Regions from separate parts of the Anas platyrhynchos genome. Here region 1 is linked to region 2. The links are chromatin contacts, called in public Hi-C maps. All regions are on one chromosome and are shown on one strand. The core of a region is the stretch at or near the end of the contact, and the rest is flanking DNA. Distances in the headings are between cores, read along the strand shown.

Region 1 (6,214 bases), core at 1,969-4,468, 68 kb before region 2:
ATTCTCCCTCTTCTTGCCTGTTGCTCTTTCATTATTCACTAAGCAAGGACTGGGTGCTGAGAAAAGAAAGTTTGTACTGCTATCCTGCCCCTCTTAGGCCAGTAAATAGATGTTGGTGTTGAAAATAATCCATCCGGGCTGCTGTTTAGGGCTGGAAGGGCAGAAAACAGTGGCTGCACAGAGGTTTCACCCTGCTCGTCAGGGCTCTGTCCCAGAGAGGGAAAGCAGTATGGGAATATTTGCCTTGGGAGGGCTGCCAGAGCTTGGTCTGCAGGACGCTGGACCTGCAGATGACTGCAGCATTGCCCCTATAGCACCACAGGCACAGAGCAGGGGCTGGGAGCCCACCTACGCCTATGGGCAGCACCTCCCAGCAGAAAACCTCTCTCGGCATCTCCGTCAAGCACTTTGAGCTAAGGGTTTCCATGAGGGCTGTCTGCCTCAGGCATTTCTGTGTTTTTGGAAACTTTCAGCTGTAATTGTCCTATTCTCTGTGGCTAAGATTTGGGAAACATGCGTAGTTTTGAGCATTCTTGTCTTTGGTTTGTTGAGAAAACAAAGTGCTGCCCAAGCCTGGAGGTTTGGCAGGACATGTCCACCTTGAGAGGGAGATTTGCTGTAACTTTGACTGGGTTACAGATGTCTGAAAACCTTCTGGTAACACTTGCTCAGGAGGGCGATGACGCCTCTGGATGCTGAGGGCTCACTGATCCAGCTGACGTTAATAGAAATTGTACCCTAGACATACAAAGTATGGCATGCCCTGAAAAAAAAAAAAAAAAAAAAAAAACAAAACAGCGTATTGATGTCTCAGAATGACTGCCAAAATTTGCTTTTCTCCAAGCCATGATGAAGCCACTTATTTGTGGTTTGCCTTTGGTACCCCTGGTTCTCTGACCTCCCTAGTGTTAATTCTGGGGTTCTCAGAGGTCCTCTGCCTCTTTCAGAAACCTGTTCAGGCTCAACCTTCACGTCCCTCCACCCCTACAGACTGGTGGGGTGGTGGAGGTTTCTCTGGTTTGTTTTTCGTCATGAACACATGACTCCAGATTGCAAATCTTTTTTCCACCTTCTCCACAGTCAGGCCAAGCTTTGAGTAAGTTCACATTCAGTCCACAGAGAGCCTGTGCAGAGTTATATGTTACTGTAGAAGCCATGCAAAAACTTTTTTTTTTTTTTTAGCACAGATGCAGGTAATATCACACCAATTTGTTTCCAATTAGAAACAGCATTTAGCACCTGCAATGCTCAGAATGCTGCTCAAATGTTACCAGACTCTTAGGAAAGAGGCTCTACTGAGGTGAAAGGCTTCTGTAGAGACCTGGCCCTGAGGCAGTGTCCTCTACCTGCAGGCTCTGGTGTGCTTCAGCCTCCTCTAGCATGACTGTGATCTCCCTCATCCCTGCCTAATCACAGTGTGTGTGGTATAGAGAGCAGCAGCCCTCAGGTAGGAGTTGTTGATTGGGTCAACCCCATTGCAATGCCTTTACTTGTCCTTACAGAGTCTGGAAGATCTGTGTTTCCCTTTGTGGTAAAGCCATATTGAATGTTGACTGTTTAAGATTTGGCGTATGCTGGCTATACTAATGTGTTAGATTTCTTCCTAAAAATATTCCTAAAAAGGTTTTGCTTTCCCTTGTTCGATGTCCCTAGCATGTGCATTTAAATAACACCCAGAGGCCAGTCCCTTTGTGTGCCCTTAGGCAAAATACTGCTCTCCAGCTTGCTGTTGTCTTGTGAAACCAGACCTAATTGTGGGCACAAGGAGCTGCGTACTGGCAAAGGAGGAAAAAAGAAGAGCTGAGAGGTTTATAAGACACATAGCATGGATGGAGGTGTGGGCATAGAAGGCAGCCGCCTATATTTGTGGGTGCTCACCCAGGCAGTTGCCTCTCAATACGAGGAGATGCAGCACCTTAGCTCCTAAATGCAAGGATTTATTGTAGCCTTGTCAGATAGTGAATGCCACTGAAATCTATCTGTCTCTAGCTTTTCTGTATAAAGCACAGCAGAAACACAGAAATATAGCAAACCTACAGAGAGGTGAAGTTCTGGCAGCAGCAGCTGGCTTCCCTGATATTTGGGACAAGTTCTGAGTACTTTTGCAATGACCCTGCTCTGTGTTTGGGGCAGAAAGATCTTGGTCTTGGCGTAGCTTTTGAGCTGGACACATGCAAGCCTCAAATGATGTTTTCTTGAGCACAGAAACTTGCTCTGTTAACTTGGAAATGTTCACGTGTGCGAAGTTGGGGGGGGGGGGTAGTGGAGGGGAGTCTGACTTGTTGTGATGTTTTGTGATTGAAAAAGTGGACACAGAGCTAAAGGAAAAAGGTTCCATTTTCTCATGGCCAAGCCTCGCTGGTGAAAATCCAACAAAATCAGTGATGTTTGGCCCAAAGCGTGAACGTGTTGGCATAAGCATGAAATGAAGCATCCAAACACTCATAGATGACTTATAGGAATTCCTATTGCATTTATTCCCATATCCTCTAGCTGCCCAAACTCCATTCACACCAGGGGAACACAAATTGTCCTTCTTTTTCCTAAGCACTGAACCTGGGGGAGACATCAGACTGAGCAGATGTTATCCACAGATGCCCAGGGGAACAGACTTAAATATTAAAGGGTTTTCCTCAACATAAACGTGCTAGCTCAGCCCCAGAACTCTGGAAAACCAAACACCTCTTTTGGGCTCCTTTAGTAAGTAGCGTTTCCCCTTGCGGAAGCACAAAGGAAGTGTTTAAAAGAAAGTGGAAGTGGCTGAGCGCCTGCCTGAGGATGCGAAGTAACAAATGAATTCTTTGTTTTGCTTTGCTTGCCTGCACAGCCTTTGCTTCACCCAGTAAAGTCTCTTTATCTCAACCCATGAGTCCTCATGCTTTTACTTTTCCAATTCTCTCCCCCATCCAGCCTGAGGAAAGTAAGCAAGTGGCTGTGTAGGGCTGAGCTGCCTCCTGGATGAACTCGTAATAGTCCTTTTTGGTGCCCAGTGTGGGGCTTGAAGGGTTTGAAATGGAGACAGATTTGACTGGGGTGTGCTAGACCAAACGTATGGGTGTTGTGGCTGTTAGCTGCTCATCAGCAGGCTGCTGTGCTTGCCACAAGCTTGCTTACATTACTGTGTGTCAGAGTCCTGATGCAAATAGCATCCCTCAGCACTGCCAGGCCCCTGGCAGGCAGATCAAGCTGCTCTCAGGGCAAGTCAGAGAAAATCCCCTGACGTCCCTACTCAGCAGCCAGGCTCCGGCCAATGCGCTCCAAGCCGTTCTGGTCGGATGGCTGGTGCAGAGGGAGAAAAGTTTCCCAGGCATGACTCACAAATTCCTGGTGATGAATATGCTGAGGTCTGTCTGAGATGAGGTCAGCTTTCACGGAGGATGAATGCTGCAGAGGAGGGTTAGCTGCTGGCTTGGGCTGCATCCCGTGTGTGGAAAAGGCACCAGCAAAGTCCAGCACAGACGTGCATCCCTTTCCAAAGGCTGAGCACACACAAAAAAACCCTGTTGGCTTCTCTTTTGCCATCTCTCCCTACTGGATGAATATCTTCAAACTTATCTAGAAGCAAAAATATCAGCAGTTCCTTGGGATTTGGTCAGTGCCTACAGTTTATGGATATACTTATGGACAGAGAAAGAAACAGGCATAAAAACAAGGAAACGCTGCAGGCAGCACTGACATCAGACTTGCTTTGATTTTGGCTTTCAAGGTGATTTTCCAAATTTTGTTTTGTTCAGTAGTTGAAACTTTTTTTTTTATTATTACTCACAGCATATTGGATGTCCCTGTTCTTGTTGTTTTGACTTCTAGGTATTTGTGAGTTTTATAGGGTTTTGTGTTTGTTTAAGCAATTATTGCCCACCAGATCGAAAGATAATGGGACACTGTAGCCATGCCAAGTGTTTTTATGCTTCAATAAAACAACACGCAATTTACACAAGGCAATAAAACAGTACCCTGTGTCCCCAGTGAAGAAACACAAAGCAATGTTTGAAATGTCTAGCTCTGAAAATAAATCCACCCTTGCTCAATGCACTCCATAAAATTAACTAGGCACAAAATCCCCCTTGCGCTCCCCTTTTCCCAGAAGTTTGGAAAATTAGCACGAGATGTGCTTGAAAGTCCTGTAACATACCTTGCTGTCTGCAAAACAGGAGACCGGTTATTCATTAAGTCTACAAAAGGAACATAAGTTTGATCACATACCCCATTATCACTGATTTCCTCTCTTTGGGTCCTCTTGCTTTTAGTGTCCTGCCTAGTTGCACAATAGGATGGAGCCCCTCAGGCATCATGATGTGCCTCTTTACCCAATTTGCTGTGGGTCTCTAACATTTGTCCTGCCATCTGTCTTCCAAACTGATCTGCTGCCATCTCTGCCCAATGGCTGAGAGCATCCACGAGCTGTCAGTGGCCTCTCATTGCATTGCTTGCTTCTTCCATTGTGGCAAAGGAGATTTGGAGTCCACCCAAGTCACAGTGGGCATTTGCATCCCACAGATACTTGTATTAGCAGGGAAGAGCCCCGTTCCCTCAGAAGTGTGCTGCTATGCCTTGCCTCAGCTGTAGTCTTGACCTTCAAAAGAACACCTGGAGCTTCACCTGGAAGAGTGAGGGACTCCTGGCCATGAGGATGCTCTGTCCTGCCCTTCAGGGACTACACACAGAAAATATCTCAATTTCTCTCTGGTCTACGTGGCAAGAGGAGAGCTGACCCAAAATGAGGCATGGAAACCCTCTTGCTCTTGGTAGAAAAAGGTTTCTCCTAGTTGTTCCTTGGGAAATGCCACAATGAAACCTAAACTCTTCCTGCTTCCTATATGCAGTGATTTGCAGCGTTGGTGTTGCTGTTGGTAGTGCATTAGGGGCACCACTGGTCAACAAAGACCCAACTTTACCTTTGCAGAAGCCAACTGAACTGAGACCCTGAAGCACAGGATGGCAAAAGGCACAGTAGAAAATGGTGGCAATGCTGCCCTTCCCCAGAGCTGTAAGCCAGTGGGGAAACGCTCTCCAGGGCTGGTCAGGGTGCCCATTTCAAAAAACATTGAACCCAGCATTTCGAAGCATGTATAATCATAGAATCACTAAGGTTGGGAAAGAACACCAAGATCATATGGTCCAACCATCCCCATACCACTGGTATCACCCACTAAACCCTGCCCAAAAAAATTAAAAATGCACGCAGTAATTCATGCCAGCAATAGCCCTGTTGGCACAAGTCACCCCAAGATCAGCATCCAGCTGTGGCCATGGACATTCTGAGTTGCTTTTTAAGGCTGCATCTGCAGCCAGCTGCTGTAAACCCCTTGGGAATGCCCTGTGCTCTGCTTGGAAATGCTTTGATGACCTTTGCATGGAGCGCCCACCAGTCCCCTCAGCAGCTGCAGCTCGGTTACACTCCTGGCTGGTAAGAACTGGGGCTGCTTAAAGAAATAAATACCCAGTTTGGCTGGCTGAAAAGCGAGGTTCACAGCAATCTTTCCTGACAAAAGATAAGGTCAGAATCTTCTTAAGCTGAAATTCACCCTGGCACAAAGGTTAAACCCTTCACATACCTCCTTTGCCATTAAAATCCCGCTTCTCGTGAAAAACCTCCCTCCTCCCTCCATAAAGCATCCAGCTCTCTTGAACCACCCAATTGTCAGTGGATGATGGATTAACATAGCAAAAGGTTGCTGAAGCTTTTAGCTCTCCTTCTCTGGGCATCTACTTCAAACAACACCCTTGGCCTGGCACGCTGAGCAGACTTCACTCCTAATCCTGAAGGCTTGGCCAGGGGGATGCCTGGGAGACCAGATCACTGTTCACTGCAGAAATTACAGGGGTCAAAGAAGTAACCACACTTTAATTTCTAACAGCTGAGATTTTCAATGCAGGGAGCAGATACAAAAGCAGCACTGTCTATAGCTTGCTTGTTTTTTTTTTTTCTTTTTTTTTTTTTCACTAGAAGCTATATTACAGAAACTAGAAAATGAAGGAAAACAGAGCCCCTGCTACTGTACTCAGAGATCTTGTCCCCCTGGCTTCCCTCCTGAATCTCTCTTTGGACAAGTCCCAAAGGTAATGCAATCTGGGAGAGAGGGAGCAAATGTGCACTGGGGTCTATTTTTAATGATTGCAGTTAGGCAGAGATCTGCTCCACCACTGCCCCCATCCATCCCCAGCCAAAAAGGGTTGTAGAGAAACTCCTGAAGTTGTAGCAAATGCCCTGTCC
Region 2 (6,251 bases), core at 3,173-5,672:
GCTGATACAAGGCCTGCATTGTGTACTCCCACTGATTAGAAAACGTGCTGATGGCAGATGTTTACCGCGTGCTTTCATTACCCAGGAGATATCTCATTGTCAAGAAGCAATGAACATGGGGATTTTGCTGCCAGTATTTGTACCTTAGACCTTTCAGACCAGCAGCCGCGCTGCCTTGCTTGGCTGTGCTCATAAAGCTGCTCTACCCCTAGCCCCTCTTGTCTTCAACCTCCCCTTGTCCCTGGGAGCTTTCTTACTGGAAAAAGGCAAGGATAAAAGATGAGATGAAGGGTATGGTATGGAGGTGGTCACACTGTCTTCACACCTACAACTTGCTTTGTGGTTGTCCTCGCCCGGCAGGGCTCTCGGGGCTGAGCACCTGCCTGCCACCAGCAGGTTCCTGGCTGGTCCAGTGTTCCTGGGATGTGACAGAGATGCTCAGGCTCCCTCTGCAGTTGACAGGAGAATGGCATTTCTCAAGGAGGCCAAAAATATGACTGCAGCTCTCCATCAGCTTTAGGAACGAACCTGAGCTGTTTCTCTAGGTGCTCCATCACCTGCTGGACCATAAGTTGAATGTCCTTCAACTGGGGAAAAATGATCTCTGTCCTGGGCTCAGCACCATCACCACCCTTCTCAGTTCTTCTCCTTCTTTTCTTGGCAGATCACTACATGCAAGTTCTGGCCTGCAAACACGACTGTGTCCGGGAACTCGCCACACGTTCAGGTCGCATCTCGCCTATCGAAAATTTCCTTCCCCTCCATTATGACTACTTACAGTTTGCCTATTACAGAGGTAAGGCCCATTCTTCTATTCCTTACAGTTCTTGCTGATTTTTTTTTTCAGTTATGAATTGTTTCATGGGGAAATCAGAATATCTGACATAAGAAACTGCCTGTTCAAAAGTCCTTTTCCTTTCAGGTTGGCTGAAATGCATGGTTAAGTATTTTTGTAAAAGTATTCTAAATCACCAGTCAGGTTTTAAAAGCTCAAAAGGAAGCTTAAACATTATTATTCTTTAAAGGAATCATGCTTTGTGGGGATACTTTCATTTGGCTTTTGATATTAAAGTTTTGGGGATCTATATATTTCTAGTTTTCTAAAACCAATGAATACATTTTGTAAGTTGATATGTAACATATACAAGTTAGCCCAAGCTTATTCCCAGATGCCAATTTTTCCAGTTACCAAATATTTTAAGATTAACAGTAAAATTACAGGCAAAATATCAGGAGTTGGCAGCATTATGAAAAGTTGCCTGTTGTGTGGTCCTGGGTGGTATTTTATTATGTTGAAAGAAAGAAAATCCAGGCAGAACTCTGGTATCTCAGGCACGTGGTAGCAGCTCCTTCCTGATGAGGGTCAGAATTGCTATTCAGACCAAACACTTCTTCATTCATCAATGCAGTGGGAAAAAGGTTGGAGGAGGCAGTAGTGCTTCGTGCACGGTGGGCAGGCTTTTTAAAAATTTTGTATTCTGCCAATTTAGAGGTTTAATGTGGTGGTGAAAACCCCCAGAGCCCTGAGAGGTGCTGCACATGAGAAAGGCCTCCTAAAAACTGTTGTGTTGCCTCCCAGTTGGTGACTACGTGAAAGCCCTGGAGTGCGCCAGGTCCTACCTCCTCTTCCACCCGGACGATGAAGACGTCTTGGAGAACGCAAGCTACTACGAGGGCCTCCTGGAAGGTACTATGGATCCAGGCACCATCAAACCCAGAAAGGTGAGAGTGAGCATCACATATGGGCCCGTGGTGCAGGGTTTTAGGAAAAACATCAGCTGGAAACAACAGCAGCTTGGCAGCTTCCCCACACTGAAAGCAAACGTGGAGGTGCTGGGCTAGCTGGCAGCACTGCTTGTAAAGGTGCAAGTCCAGAGCCCGAGGGAGAAGCTTCTTTAAGTGGGGATTTCAGCTTAGCAAAACCCAAATGAGGGCAGGGAGGGTGATGGCCATGTGCCTCAGTGACATAACCCCTCTCCTCTTGGTGCTCTGGAGGACGTGTGGAGGAGGAATGCGATGAAGAGCAGAGGGCAACTTCTGTTAAGAGCAAGCTGGGAAATATTTTCCCAGGGGAAGCTGGGGATGTCAGCGTTACTCTCAAGTCGCTGGCAGCTGGCTTGGGGTTGTGTTTAGCCTGTTCGGCAGGGAGCAGCTTTGCTATCGCAGGGTGAGGCTGGGGTCAAGCAACCAAACAGTGTTTGTTCAGTCACCCGATGGGCCAGGCTTCCTCTCCTCCGTTCAGGGCATCTTTGTTTGCGGCCCCTGGGCTGCCTTTCTCACGATGCAGAAGAGAAGCTCCTCGTCCCATCATAGCCCTGCTGAGGCTCGTTCCCCTGGCAGAGGTGGGAAGGAGCTGGATTTTCCATTCCCTATGGATTTCAGTGAAATTATGAAAAAAGAAAAGTGAAATGGTAAAGAAGAAAACAAGAACAATTATAATCTCCCCTGAAACAGCACATCCAGGAAAAAAAAAATGAAGTTGAGAAAATAATTTCAGTGTTTCCAGTGTTGTGAAATTTTCTGTGGAAAAAAAAAAAAAAAAGCACTGATTTTTGCTTTGTAAAGTAATTTTCTAGGAGAAAGCCCAGTGTTTTGTTTACATATTTTTTTTATTTCAAAGAAACACCCTTTGGTGGATGATTTCCAGCTAGCTGTGCTTTATGGTCCCCATCCAGTACCCCAGGCTGTGATGCTGCAGCCCACCCCCTGCTCCTTTAGGACAGGACAGGGCTCCCAGCCCTGCACTGCGGACAGGGAAACTGAGACACATCCCAGCCAAGGACCTTGCTCCAACAGCCTGGACTCACCTCCACATCCAGGGCTCCCCGTGTCACCAGATATTTAGAGGTTCTCCAGGGTTTCCACTGCATGGATGTATTTTGAGGGATTCATGCTTCCTGGGGTTGCTCTGAGGCATGACATTCTATAAGGTCGCGGTGTTGCACGAAAAGCAAATCCCTGCTGAAGCAGAGGTGTCTGGTGAAAGCTCCACGTGCAACATCTCCCCTTCTTTCTGCCTTTCAGGAAGCAAAAGCACTGCTGCGGCGCCATAAGCTGGAGTCTCACCTCCTGCAGGTGGCTTCGGCCGGGCTGGGATTCGCCTACACGGAGCCGGTAATACCTGGGTCTGCTGCTGGGAGGGCATCTGGGAGTTCACAGCTGTAGGGTCTCCTTGCCACTCTCCCTCCTGTAAAGCCAGTCCCATGTAGGTGACTCAGGAGCTGGAACTTGGGTTGTTTGTCCCCTGTGGGAAAATGGTGTTGGCAAGACGAGGGGGCTGGTGAAGGAGGAGCAGGAGCAGCCAGGTCCATCTCCTGCCTCGTGTCCTGCCAGGTCTCAGCCTTCAGTCCTGAGACCTCCTCCATGGGGTGGGATGGGGAAGGCTGGGCTCTCACTGTACTCATGCTACGATGCCAGTTCAGGTTTGGGTTGAATTTTCCATTTGGTCACCCCAAGCAATTGTCCCAGGTGGTGTGGGATGAGTCCGCACCAGAGGGCCTGAGCAAAGGAGTGAAGCAGAGCTGACTGGCTTCAGTCTGACCATCAAACTAAAAAAACTCAACCTCTCCCTTTTCCCACAGAACTACTGGAAGAGGTATGGCGCCCGCCAGGACGAGCACAGGTAAGTACCAGTTTGCCCATTTTTTTCATGTGTTGGTTTCCAAGAGATGCATAACAACGTAACTCCCAGACCTGGAGAAAAGTCATGATGTTCCTCTTTTCTCTTGCTCCTCAGTGTCCCATCAAGTATTAGCAATGAACCAGAGGAAGGGCCCAGGCTGTCCCTAGCAAAGAAACCCACACCGAAACCAGACCGAGAGCTGAAGGAGGGTAAGTCTAATGAAGGTTTTTTTTTTTTTTTCAACAAAATCAGAAGTTTTTTTCTATTGCTAGAGACTACAGACTGCAAAGGCTGGCAGATGAGCAATGATGGCCAGTCCTACCAGGGGGGTTGAAGCTTTTTATAAGAGACAAGCTTTGATGGTAGCTCTGTGGGTCCCAGCAGCACTGCTCTGCTCTTGGACCTGCTTTGCTACCTGCTGAGCTCTTCAGCGCAGAGCCCTAACATGCAGAGCTGGGAAGCTTGGACCTCCCCATGGGGATGTGGCACCCACAAACAGTAATTTTTCCTCCAGATGCTTTTAAGAGATGTTCCCTGTTGTCCAGGCTGCTGTAGGATGGATGCTGTAGGCTTAGATTTGGGGAACTCTGGCTTTGCTAATGTGCTGGATCACACCATCTTCACAAACTTTTTTTGTTTGCAGCCTGGTTTGTGGTATCATGTTTTGGCTAACACCAAATAACTTGGTTTCAAGGTCTGTTGGTAGAATTTTCAACTGATTTCAGCACATTCTTAACAGCCACGGAAAATACCATAACATTTACTAACAGACGTAACAGTTTAGAAGAATTAGATTGTGGCCAAATACTGATGCATGCTTCTCAGTGCAAAACAACAAGATCTCAAGCCAAGAGGTGTTCTATGTTTCTAGTGGGCCAGCTTCACAGTAGCAGGCAATTAAACCTCCTTGTAATGCAAGGGATGGTCATAGTTTTGTGGGAATTTCACAGCTTTTGTGGTCCAAGTTGTCCCCAGCTGCTCAGTACCTTGTTTAGAGTCTTGTTATCCCTTCTTTAGCCATACACATAAAGAAGGAAAATACCAGAGGAAGATCTTGAAGAGCTTCTTAAGCCAAGAGCTGTCTGATTTATATTAGTTGGTTTGTTTGCCTTTGTAACCAAATAATTTCAGAGTATGTCTTTCTTGGTGCTGTGCTTTTACGCTTGCTGGTTTAGCTGAAGAATGTTTTCAAGTTTACAAAGAAAACTGAAACCCTTCAAAAAAAAAGGATTTTTGTCTGCCCAGCTGCTTTGTTTCTTTTTGTTTCCCTCTTTTTTCATTTGGAAAAAGAGAGAAAAGGTCAAAAGATAAAAAGAATGGTGTATTTTAATTTTGTGCTTCTCTTCTATACTTAGCTCTTTCGCCCCTTCCCCTCACTCCCAAAAGTCCAAAGAATTCCCCAGTTTCTTTGGGGTGTTTTTCATGTGTGTCTCATCTTTTGTTGTCAGCCTTGGATCCTGGGACTGTCTTCCACAATAATCTTGCCCCCATTGCAATTTTAACTTTGGGAACTGTGCAAACCCAGCAGGCCATGATGTATGTACCAGAGAGCCCAGAGTGTGGGCATTGGTTTGAAATAATCCCTACCCATCCCTGCTGGGTTCAAAGGACAGTGAGAACATGTTGGCCGAGAATTGTTCAATGGGTTAACATGTCGTATGCTCTGAATCAGGGCAGAGCAGAAAGGAACGTGGTTGTGGGAGAGTAAAGGAGCTCTGTCTAGTCCTGGTGCTGGTCCCATGTCTCACCTGGTTCAGGGCAGTCAGGGTTCGGAAATATTACCATGAAATATTGCTATTATCATGTTGTTTTTAAAACTGAAGACTTAAGTGACAGGACATTGACCAAGACAAACTCGATATAGAACTGTGAAAACGAGAGACTAAATAAACCACAATATGAGAGCCTGGACACCTGGTTCCCATTTCCAAAGCTTTATTTGTCTTCTGTACCTGAATCTGCCCAGCAACTGAGAAAGAAAAGCGATGCTGCAGCTCACAGAGTAGTGCCATGGGGCAAAGAGTTTGAGAAGGTTTGAGCTAACCATGGTTTCTTAGCACAAATCATTGTGTGCAAAAAAAAAAAAAAAAAAGACACCTTGCAAAAAAAAGCAGCACCCCTCTCTTTGTGTGTAGATGGAGACAAGTGAGGTTTACTGGCTGCTATGATTTACCAGAGTGCCCATGTCCTGATACAAGACAGCAGAGCTTGTTTCAGCTGATGGACAAGAGGCAGAAATGGTGCGGAGAGCAGGTGTCTTCCCTAGGCTGCTCTGTGGCACAGTTAGCAGGAGCTTGTAAACCTGCTGGACATTTTCAAATCTCCTTCTGATAGATTGATCCTGGTGGCCGATGTCTACATCCTATATCTATATCTTTATGTGCAACATCCCAGCTGGAAAACTCAGCCCTGGGCTGGGCTGTGCCAGAAGTTTGGATTGCAGCACTCTGTTTCTGATCCAGCTGCATTTATAATAAATGTTATTATCATGCAGCAAAGTGGACGTGAGGGACATCCCATCTCTTCCGTTTCCAAGGAACTCTTTAGAAATGAAGCCGTGGGCTGGTGGTGGAGCTCTGCTTTCAGGCCTGTGAGAAGCTTCATTGTGCCACATGATGAGAGGAGCTCA

The links. A called contact is a pair of places that touch in the nucleus more often than the background predicts.
Region 1: a Hi-C map of skeletal muscle shows a contact between it and region 2, with 3 times the contacts expected there. The contact joins two enhancer-like sites. A contact is called at or near these places in 3 of 8 Hi-C or Micro-C datasets (skeletal muscle and subcutaneous adipose tissue).

What each region holds. Positions count from the first base shown.
Region 1 is chr9:11,437,130-11,443,343 of IASCAAS_PekinDuck_T2T, reverse strand. It overlaps LOC140003200 (a long non-coding RNA gene), which reads left to right. Exons shown (of 2, transcript XR_011811438.1): 2 at 1-393. Among named protein-coding and RNA genes, the nearest start is that of P3H2, 11 kb to the right of the region's middle. Within about 2 kb of position 3,218, at least 2 of the 8 cell types and tissues checked have an H3K27ac peak or open chromatin away from gene starts, as enhancers often do.
Region 2 is chr9:11,370,187-11,376,437 of IASCAAS_PekinDuck_T2T, reverse strand. P3H2 (prolyl 3-hydroxylase 2) reads left to right here. Exons shown (of 15, transcript XM_005029602.5): 4 at 665-796; 5 at 1,580-1,722; 6 at 3,025-3,114; 7 at 3,582-3,622; 8 at 3,737-3,831. Among named protein-coding and RNA genes, the nearest start is that of P3H2, 56 kb to the left of the region's middle. Within about 2 kb of position 4,422, at least 3 of the 8 cell types and tissues checked have an H3K27ac peak or open chromatin away from gene starts, as enhancers often do.